Regions from separate parts of the Rattus norvegicus genome. Here region 2 is linked to region 1. A link is a contact called in public Hi-C data. All regions are on one chromosome and are shown on one strand. Each heading gives the region's core, a stretch centred on a gene start, on an enhancer-like site or on the middle of the called end of the contact. The rest is flanking DNA. Distances are from core to core; before and after follow the strand shown. Region 1 has its middle 120 kb from the start of Scml4. Region 2 holds the start of Sobp (sine oculis binding protein homolog).

Region 1 (5,747 bases), core at 1,621-4,120:
AAATTTTTTTAGATCTATTTATTTATTTATTTATTACATACACAGTGTTCTGCATATATATGACAGACGAGGGCACCAGATCTTATTATAGATGGTTATGAGCTACCATGTGGTTACTGGGAATTGAACTCAGGACCTCTGGAAGAGCAGTCTGTGCTCTTAACCGCTGAGCCATCTCTCCAGCCCCAAGTTATTTCTTTTAGTTAATACTTATCAAGACACTCCTAGAACACACATGTATTTGCATGTGTGTCTGTAATAACAATAGAAGGGCAGGAACCCCGAAGCCTCTATGATGCTTTCAATTTCAAAACTATGTTTTATTTCAAAGTGAACTGAATCTTGCTAGTTCTTTATAGGAAAAACCTAAAATTTTGTACAGAAAATTCTAAAGAAAATTTGAATAAATAGAAAGGTACACACTGGTCATGAATGGAAAACCCACATCCTGAAGGTTTCAGTTGTCCAGGAATTGAGATGTAACTTGGTTCCTTTAGAACTTTACTGTGGGCTTCTCCTTTCCCAGAGTAGCTCCCCTCCTCCAGGATCAGGTCACAGGTAAGCCTCAGGAAACAGCACACAGTTGGGATAGCCTAGCCCCTCTTTGCTATTGTGCCTATGTGAACTACCTGAGTTCTGCCTCCCACCACGGCATGCTATGAGCAGTTAAGTCTGGAGTTCGGCCTTGGACAGTTTTGATATCAGTGGGGCTCAATGGTTTTAACTGAGTTGCAAAGGAGAAATTAGTCCTTGCTGCTTCTATCGCTCTGGAACCGAAGCCTCCTCTACCCTGGGCTCTGGCCAGCCAGGACATCATAACTAATGCCCACACCAGTGGAAAAATTGTCTTCATTCAGTTCCATGAGTTTTTAACTCAGTGGTTCCCTGCTCCGTCTCAGTTTTCTCCATCATCCTACCGCTGGGGAGTGTCCTGAGGAAAGCGTAATGCTCTGAAAGGTGCACTTCACGCTCACCCGATACTGAAAAGCGGGCTCACTGAAGAAAAAGAAGGAGCAAGCATTGAGTGCCAGCTTGCCCCTGGACACGGGCTAGAGAAAGACATCCAGGAGGATCTGGTTAGAAGATGGCGCTGTCAGGCTGGAAGAAGTTTATGGCTGGCAGCTCACGCTAGAGAGGCCATATTTCCTGAGTAAGGTCAGCTGGCTCCTTCACGATACGGAGTCAACAGGGAGCTCCACGATACATCTCAGCTGAGAAGATGATTCCCTCGAACTGCATCCATGTGTACACAACACCTCCTAATTTGAGAGTCGTTTTATGTTATTTGAACCATATTACCCTGTGGTTAATACCACTTTTAAAAAGTGGGGATTATGTTATTTGGGTAGGCAGGAAGCAAAGCCACATAGCTAGTAACCACATAAGCCCAAACTCACACGATATCAAAAAATGAAATCTGCCCTCAACTATCCCGTCTCTGAGCATCCCCCATGTCCCCACTTTCCTGGCCTGTTTGCCCTCAGCCCCTGCCTGCACTGGCCCCTTCACGCTCAAGTTCAGAGTAGTCAGGACATTTGGCAGAGGCAATCATCTTAAAGAAGACACTGGCAGGAGCAAGGGAGAGTCTTTCTGCAACTTAATTAAATCACCACGTCCCCACTAATAAGAAGAGAAGTCTCCCCAAGCCAGGAATTTGAAGGTCAGACAGTGACCCTCCCCCGCCACCGCACCCCCCCGCACCCCCCCCCCCCCGCAGGCATTGAGCTACCTCCTGGCCAGCCCACTGCTGACATCTTGTGGTGGAGAAATAGAGTCCTGTGCATTTCCTAGTTCGTATCAAGTCGAGGGCCAAACTCTTAGGAATCGCCAGACACACCCCACACCCCCAACCTCTTCCAGGATCCCCTTACAAAACCTGCAGCTGAATCCACAGGGCTAGGATTGGTGACAGCTGCTGACCCCACCCCAAATTCCTGTGGGCTTTGCTGAATTTCCTCTGGGTTGGAGCTACCCAGCTCCTGCCAAGCCAGGGCAGCAGTCACACGCCCTCTAGGTGGCACCTGCTGTCCAAAGGAGAGGCTCACACATATATAGCCTTCTCCAAAGGATGGTCATCTGAAATAAAGATTTACCCATACATGTCGTCTGAGCTAGACACTTAAAGGTCGGTCTACTTGGGGACACTGCTTCTGCAGTCATAGGATGCGAATGGGCTTGGGAAAGAAGTCAGCACACCCTTCAGGACATAGGTTATGTGGCAAGAGGCCTTCTGTGAATACCATTAAGGTAAATGACACTTTAAAGGCAGAAGTCACCCAGGGACTCGTTTGATGGCAGCAAGGAAAGGGGTGACTGATGTCTGAATACAGAGGGTTCTGCTCAGTTCAGGCGGTGCCTTGCCGTTTTAAAATGTGGCGCGCAAGAATTTCAGCTCAAGGTACCTTTAATATTCCTAGTGGGGATCACCAACATGGCTGTAATTAGTTTAATTAATTAGGCTTGTAAGAGTTCAGGGTGATCTATGGGAAAGCATCATGATCGCTCCCGTTAGAGCCAGGAGTCCAGAAGCACCTTCCCACCCAGCAAACGAACATTCTAGATTTCTTACAGTGTGGTCTGCAAACATACTTGAATCGTGAGCACATGGTTTTATTAAAGGGTGCAGATTATCGTTGGTGGTCTGAGGCACGGTGATGTGTACTTCCACCCGCCAGAACAGTCGCAAAACAAAGTGGCAGAGGGTCTAACTGGAACCTGTTGTGTGGTTCTCCGGTCGGAGATCTTTGCCCTGAGGGAGCCTGAAGCACTGCTTACAATGGACACAAAATAAACGGAAGTGTGGAGAGGGTAGTGAGGATGGAGGAGCCTTGCCCACCTCGTGACCATGCCTTGGTCCCAGGGAAGGCGGAGCCCCGCCCCTACAGCCCAGCCAGCTGTGTAAGAGGAGAAGGCTACTCTGAGGACTAGCCTGCGGTTTTCATTTGATCCAAAAATGGATCCAAAGCTCTGGTAATCTCATCCTGTCCTTCCAAAGAAGCAAGAGGTCAGGTCCTCAGACAGGGAACGCCCAAGGGGTTCCTGGGCACGCACCACAGCAGGCCCACGGGGAGGGATCTGGAAGCCACAGGGCAGGGAGCACTGACAAAAGCTGACCCGGAGTTTTGTGTCAGAAAATTACTTCCTTAATAAAAGACTTTAAAAAAGAAACATTATCTTTCCTTCTTATTTCTGTCTCTTTTTCCTTTCTGTTTTCTTGAAACTGTTTCTTTGCTTCTCCTTTTGTTAGTTAAGAGTTTACTAAGTCCCGTTTTGTGTGCAGCCCCGACTGGCAGCATAGCGAGTTCCAGGACAGCTAGGTCTATGCAGAGAGATCCTGTCTCAAATAAGTAAATTTAATAAATAGCTGGGCAGGGTGGTGTTCTGTGAGTTCGAGGCCAGCCTGGCCTACATATCGAATTCCAGGATAGCCAGAGCTAGATATTAGAGAAACCCTTTCTCAGAAACAAAAACGACAACAATTGAGTAGATACAAAAAGCCAGGTAGGGTGGTGGATGTCTGTGTTCCCAGCACTAGAGAGGCTCGCTCAGTGGTCTCTAAGCTTAAGGTCAGCCTGGTCTATACAGGAAGACTCAAAACAGCCACAGTATGGGGCTGGAGAGATGGCTCAGTGGTTAAGAGTATGGGCTGCTCTTCCAGAGGTTCAATTCCTAGCAACCACATGGTGGCTCACAACCATCTGTAATGGGATCCGACGTCCTCTTCTGGTGTGGGGGACGTTGAACTAGCATACATAAAATAAAAAAAAATTGCAAAAACAACTACAGTCTCAAAACAACAGCAGCAATAGGATTTAAATAATTATAATAAAAAAGGAAAGTAAGGGCCAGCAAGATTGGCTCAGCAGGTCAAGGTACTTTGTCATTCGAACCTGGTGACCGAAGCTCAATCCAAACAAAGGTCAAAGGAGCAAACTGGCTCATCCACGTTGACCTCTGGCTTTTACACGTACACTCTGGCTTGTGTGCGAGCACACATGCACACACATGCACACAAACACCCCCAAATGAAAGGAAAAATAAAAGGAAAGTGATAAACACTACACACATATTATGTTTCAGTTCTTTCCCTACATTGTATTAGCATCCATGGTCTTTTATTATATCTGAATATTACACAATGGCATACCACTGCACAAGAACTAGTAACAAAGCCCAGTGACCTCAGATAGCCTGAAATCCAACATGGCGGATACTCATCATGACTAAAGTGAATTATTAAAGGGAATTTTAATAGGAGTAAAACTTAAAAGTGTACTGTATCTGGACAAGACGGTACAGCTATTCAGAGCATCTGTCGCTCTTCAGGAAGATCCCGGTTTGAATTCTCAGAGCCCTGTGGAGCCTCTCAACCCCAGTCCAGGGTATCTGGTGCCCTCTTCTGGCTGCTCTGGGCACTGCGTGTATGTGGTACACAGACACAGAGCAAGCAAAACTGCCTGTATACATAACACGAAAGGTGCGTCTCACCCATGGTGCTGTATTGTGAGTAGCCCAGATGTTTCAGGAACTATGCTGCCAGCATTTGAAAACCATGGCCTGATTGAGAAGTCACTCGTGTCACTGATGAATGTGTCAAGTTCCAACCTGTGTCTTCAAGGTTTCCTTTTAACTGATACATTAACATTTAAGGAGACATTACTCAACATTTACGTCCCAGCCATACTCAATCACCGTTTTCAGCCAGGCACGGTTCCAAGAGCTCAGCAAAAACCAGCAAGCTGCTTCAGGGAGAGTTGAATGGGCTCTGTGGAATGTATAACAAAGAGTGTCGGTATTTTAATAGTATTTCTAAACACGAGTGATATACATCCGGTAAAATGGCAGCCTTTATATAATACGTTTATGTAAACATGTCTATGTATTTGACCATACAGAGGGCCAGTTGAACGTTTCCTTTTATCTATTAACATTTAACATTATGTTATCTGACATTACGTCAGAACCACACTTTTCACCAGGCACTGTTTGCCAGGCACCACCCGACCTCCTGCACCCCTACATTCACTGAATACAGCTCATACCCAGCAAAGCAGCAACTACTGTAGTTGTTTACATTGCCGAGAGGGGTGGGCGAAAGGAGTAAAGTATAGAGGGCACATGTCCACCCGCATTCTCCTCTGGACTCTGTCAGCCACATTGTATCTGTTGCTGCTGCTAACGGTTGCTACCTAGTGTCAACTTGGAGGGTGCTGGATGGTGGGAACAATCCAGCAAGGCCTTTCTGACCCTCAGATATCATCATGTATGCACATAAGTAAGGATGCACCGCAAGAGGATGCCACAACGAGAACACACCTGTCTGGGGATGTTGTGCCAACATAGGGGTTTGCAATGTCATCTATGAGACCAAAGGTGGGTCTGAAACGTTGGTGACTATGGAGGCTACTCGGCATGTAGGCAGCCAGCGGGGGAGGGAGAAGCCTCCCTAGAATGTCTTCCTAGCTCTGTCACTTTGAGATGACATAACATCATCCTGCCTGTTGCCATGGCACTGAGTAAGACGTCATAGCTATGCTCCTTACTACTATTGCCCTGGTGTCCCCAGCTCATGGTCCCTCCTCTGCATCCGGGCTGTCCTACACCATGAAGAGGCTCAAGCTCTGAATTCTCCCAGGCGGCAGGACACAGCTCTCCCCACTGGCTTCATGACCTAAGCGGAGGCTGCAGCGGGAGCTGACTGACCCATAATAGACATCACTTCAGAGCAGAGTCTCCTCAGTGTTGGG
Region 2 (5,747 bases), core at 1,659-4,158, 190 kb after region 1:
GGGTTGTTGTTGTGGCTATTAATATTAAACTCAGAAAAAATATTAATGAGCTCAAAATAAGTCTGTGACTTTGAGAAGCGACTTTAAACAAAGATTTTTTTAAGGCATTTTTTTTTAAGAATACCTGTAGACCCACTAGACACCCTGGCATGGTGTACAGGGACATGACTGAAAAATTCTGCCAGACCCTTTCATTTTGTTCCAAACCAGAGAGAAAAATGCCACAATTGAATTACGTGCTGCTAAAGGGGCGAGGGGTGGGGGGAGTTTCTTTTAATGCCACAGAATGAAACAAGGATTGAGGCTTCAAATAGTAGAAGGCAATTTAGAGAAAGAAAAATAACACTTTTTTTTAAAGGAAGTTCTGTGCATCCAGGTTAATCCCATACTCGGTCTTGCAGCATGGGCTGAAAACTGTGTAATTTTTCCCCTTCACACAATGTTGTTTTTGTTTCTTCCTCCCTAGTTCAGACAAACATCTGTTATACTGTAGAAGGACAACTATCTCCCAAACCACGGAGAGCCTGCAGCCAAAGCCAACAGCACCAGCCCCAAGCATTGAGCACAGTCAGCCTTTATATCCAGCCGGGATAACATTTCACATGTTTTGATTAAAATTAGCTAATTTGTAATTCTAGAACCTATGAAACTTAAAAGCTGCCATCCATATAGAGGGCGTTAGGCAGCATCTTAAAGGGCCAGAGCTAGCTGTGGTGGCCTGGTGGCCTTCTCTGGTTGTCTCCCACTCGCCATTTAAAAAACGGACACGGGGAAAGTAATGTTGAAAGGCAAGACAGGAGGGAAAGGCCAGAACTGTAGAGCACACTGGGCCACATGGAGAGAAAACAACTTTCACAGATCTTTCTTTTCTTTTTTTAAAACTGTCTATCATTAGAATCAATGGTGGTTTCTGTTACAGGGAATGGTATTAATTTCCAAGGCAAAGCTTCCTAACTTTCCCAGACGGATACCTCCTGCTTCCAGACACTAAATTCTTCACCACCACCTCCCAAAATAAAAGCCCTACTTCCAAAACGTGAAATACAAGTGAAACTCCCGCGAGAGGGGTAAAGCTACCAACATACACCTAGTTTCACAAACACATAAGATGTGTGTCTGTCTGCCCCTTCTAAATGTGGGCTTCATCTCAGCACCCTCTCACCAAATGTGCTCGCTATAACCAAGAAGATGCCAAAAACCGCAATTAACAGTGAATTAGTCCCATACCATTTTAACCAGTTTGCCTTTCAAATACAAACTTAACCAAAGCTGACCAAGTCACCTGACCCTATTGAAGATTCCATGCAGAAGTGGGGAACACCAAGAAACGTGAAAAAACAAGCCTTATATATATTTAATGTCATAGAAACACATCTATATACGAAAAGAGATTTCTTTTTCAAATCGAGAAACTCGTGAAATGCACACGCAAGATAAAATCCTCGCCCAGGCAAAACACACAACTTTGAGGAAAATAAAGAAGTGGGGGTGAGGAGAAGAGCCCAGGCTGAGCCGTGTTCTTGGGCTTCAACGCGAACAGCTGGAGCGCCAGGAGGCTGCGCTAGCCACCTCTGGAGCACCGCTGGCCTGGCAGGGCGCCCGGCCTCGCAGAGAGGACTCCGGGCTGGCCTTCGCGAACAATGGGCAGGCGGCTGCGGAGGCCGCCCCTCAGACAGCTGGCTTTCAGCCGGGCTTGCCGGGTCTGCTAACTGGAAAGTGAGGCGTGCAGAGGCGAGCGGGAGAGCCGGGGCAGCGGCGGAGAGGAGCGGCCGGGGACAGCGAGGCGAGCCCGCTGGCTGCAGCGTCCTCGACCCGCGCCGCTCCGGCCCAAGCCTCGGGCACTGACAGCTACACGGCCGCAGCTGGCGAGTTGGAGCAAAACGGGATCACCGAGCCTGGGGATGGACCGGGAAGAGGGATGGAATCCAGGTATCCCGGGTGCCCCGGCCCAGCGCCTCTTAACTTTGGAGGGGTCCGGAGATTCATTTCCGAAAAAGGGAGAAAGGCTACACCGACCCTCGGGAAAGCCTCTGTACCAAGCTCACTCGCCACTGGGGTTCAATGCCCTCGCCCGGCAACATCTGTGCGGATCTAGGGTTTGTGAGGTTAAATAGTGTGCCCCCCGCCCCCATCAAATCTGAGGTTGGCAGATTTCGGAGATGCAGCCCGTGAGTTGGCTTCGGCTTTGCACCTGGAGGGGGAGCTGAGGCGTCCCAGGGACCCGGCAGAAACTGACAAGCGCGCCCCTGTCCCCCCCGCAGCCTACACAACAGCCCGAAGGGAGCGGACGGAATAAAGAGCTCGGTCTCCCCGGCCCCCGAGTCCGAAAATACCTTCATCTCCTCGTTGATTTCCCTCTTCACAGGGTGAGCTGGTTTCCGGCTCCTTTTATTTTCCGGAGGTCTCCCTTCTTTCTCCATTTCTGCCATGTTTTTGTGTCTGGTTTCTGTGGAGATGAAATGGCTGCTGCCGCCGCCGGCGGTAGTGGTGGTGGTGGTGGTGGCGGTGGCGGTGGCGGAGGTGGAGGTGGTGCTGATGGTGGCAACGCTGGCGGAGGTAGCGGGGCTGGCGGGTCCGGGGCTGGGAGGGGGTTTGGGGGGGGAGGGAGACGGGCGAGGGAGGAGCGGGGTCTCTTCTAGCGGCGGAGACCGTCAGTGGCCGTCACGGGGAAGGGTAGCCCGGGGAGTCTCGGGGATGCCGCCGCCGCCGCTCCTGCCGTCGCCGCCGCCGCTCCTGCTGCCGCCGCTGCCGGTGCCACCGCCGCCGCTCCCGCTCCCGCCGCCGCCGGGCTGCATCCTCGGGGCCCGAAGGAGTCGTCAGCCATCTTCCTGCGCTCTGTCTGTCCGCATGGGCGAGAGGAGCGCCGGCCACGGCGGAGACAGCTGCTCTGGGCGTGCGTGCGTGGATCTGTGTGTGCGCCCGGGAGAGCGCGCCAGCCCCGGCGCCCTGCGCCTCCCGCGAGCCGAGCCGCGGGCGGAGGGAGGGACTGAGCGGGGAGGGGTCCGAGGGAGGGGAGGCTGGGGGGGGGACAAGGCCAGCCCCCTGCTCGCGAGCGGGCGTGGCTTCCCGGTCGTCGTAGACGCGGATGCTGCGCGGCTCCGGGGGCTGCTGGCGGCCGCCTGTTCCTGGGCGGCGGGCACCGGCCCTTCTCGCAGCCGCCACCTCCTCGCAACGACCCTGCCTGCTCCAGAGCTCCGTGCCGTGGGCTTCGGTGGGCTCGGAGCTGGCTTCTGAGGGTGACCTAGAGGCCGCTGAGGCAAAACGTATCGGGGTGAAGGGTGGAGGTGGAGCGGTGAAAGGGCGCAGGGACCTGAAGGCAGGGCGAGCACTCGGCCCCAGGGTTGCAGCGCCGGGGAGCGGAGGGAAACCTAGACCGGACCCACCGCTCAGGCTCCAGTGTCCTGCTCCGGGGGCCACTGCAGACTACTATGTGGAGGCCGAATGTCCCTTAGCCAGGTCCCCAGCACAGCGCGCCGTCAGACTGTTTGCCAGGAAGCTTTTCGCCTTCCTGAGAAGGACTTCGAAGTAGGACAACTCAGCCTTCGGCTCCCTGATTTTCTTTCTTGCTCTCTCCCTCCCCCCTCTGCCCCAAACGCAGGCTTATGTTCTGTTACAAAGTAGCATCTTTACCGGGTGACCCGGCTTGCACCCTCACCATGCCCTGAGCTTAATGGGAAGGGTTGGGCTTAGTGGGTTCTGCTGTGCGCGCAGGATTCCCTCCCAGGATCCCTCCCTCCAGAAGCCCCACGTCCTCGCCACGCACGGCAGGACCCTCTCCTCTCCGCCGGGTTTTACACTCTTCTACCAGACTCGCATCTGCGGGCTCATCCTCCATGCGCTCACGTGTTTCCTCTTGGGCCGCCTCTGTCCACGCCCTGGACCAAGGTCGGCTTCGCCTGTCCCTCTTTTGGGTTGAGGTTTTGGCGTGAACCGTTTGACGAGGCTCCAGAGACAACACACAGCTCCGAAAAGCTCCTACACACGCTGCAAAGGGACGGCACCTAGATGTTCCCAGCTCAGTTTTGCCACGCCGCTCCACTTTGTAATTACCTGACACAATGTGATATGGGGTTGTCCATTGTTCCCCGGCTTGTTATTACGGAGTGTTCATTATGACAGTGGTGGAATTTAAAATTACACATTTTTAAGTACTTAAAAGATAGAATGAATTCGGTGTGGGGGTATGAGTAAGCTTTTCATTAAAATCTCAGTTCAGCCTATCAAGTGGGATTCATTCTGAGTATTGCCTTGCCTAATTTGCATTTTAGCATTGTTTTGTCTCTTAAGCATCGAATTAAAGATATCTGGGAGCGTACTCTGCAGGGCTGAACAACTCCAAGAGGCCTGCTTTGCATTTTAGCACAATGTGTTTCGTACACACCAAGTGCCAAATATTTGGGAGTGTCCCCTGGAAAACAATTCCTTGCACCTTGTCTTTCCCGTGCTGAGGGTGCGAGGGGAAGCGGTACCCGGCTGCTCCCATTACCTGTCTATCCCAAGCCATCCAGGAGGCCTGTGGGAACTACTAAGAGACAGCCTTTGCCTTTTAGGGGGGTCATAGTAAAAGGCCAGGGGTTCGGGGTAATAAAACCTGTATTCATTACAAGGTTGCAAGGAATTAAGGAAGGGAATAGATGGAAATCGAGGGAACGTGCACCCAACTTGAAAGCCCCAAGTCCTCTGGCCGGGTCTCCAATTTTGCAGTAGACCTTGGAAAACCTCCAGCGACTGGGTAGTTAAGGCTAAGAGAAGCCCAGACTCCTTCCAGATCACTAAGGAGTGCAGTGTATGGTGGGCTGCACTTTAGACAGAGGGCATCTCTGTTATACTGTTGTTGGTAGAGGAAAGGAGGAAGTCCTTGGTGTTCTTAAAAATCACAATTTCACCCAAACAATACAGAGACCACAACTGGTTGGCTCTTTCCATTCTGTCCTCTTCATGTTTAGCTCGAGAGGTGGTGGGAAAACGTTTTTCCCCCTTAACTTGGTAAAACTACAGACACATGTTGTAAAATAAACTATGCAATAAGAAGCCTTTGTCTCTTGGAAACATATTTACGTCTTCTCTGTTTCCTTTGGTTGCCAGAGCTGTCACAATTGACTCACTGTTGTTCGGCTGATATCAAGTAACAAGTTGTATACCCCCTGTCTTAGATACAGTTTCACCAGTTAAGAAACAAGTAAACAGAAAAGGTAAACTCTAGCCCCGATTTATATTTAGAAGCAGCTGCACTTCTTTCAAAGGGAGTAACTTTAAAGAAACAGCCCAGGGGTTTAATGACATCCATCAGCCACCTGTTCCTCCCTGCCCTCTAGAAAACTGAGGTAAGACGATTGGACCAGAACCCATGAAGCAGATCTTTACTTACAATGGAAACTCCTTGTCAGTATATCTGGGAAAAACCGTTACCCTGACCTGAACTTTGGAACTGTAATCGCTACATGTTCGTGAATCTCTGTTTTCCCAAACGTACCGTAGAAGGCAGTTAGTTACACCAAGAGTTGGCGCTTTATACACTTAGAATCGTGAGTCGAATCATGTTCCCTGAGTAACTTCTTTGTAAACGTGTAACTGTGGGTAGAAGCAATAACATAAATATGTTTCTGAAGACTCCCTCCTTCCTCCAGCCCACACACAGCATCCAAGCCTCCTGGTATACAATTAGACCTCAGTTTCCCCCCTCATTAGCCCTGTCAATCACCAAGATAGGCAGAGGGCCAATCTTGTGTGTATTCCTCAGTTACCTT

Evidence for each region. Hi-C and Micro-C count contacts between places; a contact is called where the count stands out from the background.
Region 2: a Hi-C map of psoas muscle shows a contact between it and region 1, with 4 times the contacts expected there. The contact joins the promoter of Sobp here to the enhancer-like site in region 1. A contact is called at or near these places in 1 of 12 Hi-C or Micro-C datasets (psoas muscle) and 1 of 1 datasets of contacts at active chromatin or transcription factors (oligodendrocytes).

Annotation. Positions count from the first base shown.
Region 1 is chr20:48,048,426-48,054,172 of GRCr8, forward strand. No RefSeq gene overlaps it. Among named protein-coding and RNA genes, the nearest start is that of Scml4, 120 kb to the left of the region's middle. Within about 2 kb of position 2,871, at least 7 of the 93 cell types and tissues checked have an H3K27ac peak or open chromatin away from gene starts, as enhancers often do.
Region 2 is chr20:48,240,613-48,246,359 of GRCr8, forward strand. It overlaps Sobp (sine oculis binding protein homolog), which reads right to left and starts at 2,909. Exons shown (of 7, transcript NM_001412110.1): 1 at 2,334-2,909. The coding sequence starts at 2,429. 9030612E09Rikl (RIKEN cDNA 9030612E09 gene like) reads left to right here and starts at 3,076. Exons shown (of 1, transcript NM_001109496.1): 1 at 3,076-5,026. The coding sequence starts at 3,086. The coding sequence ends at 3,529.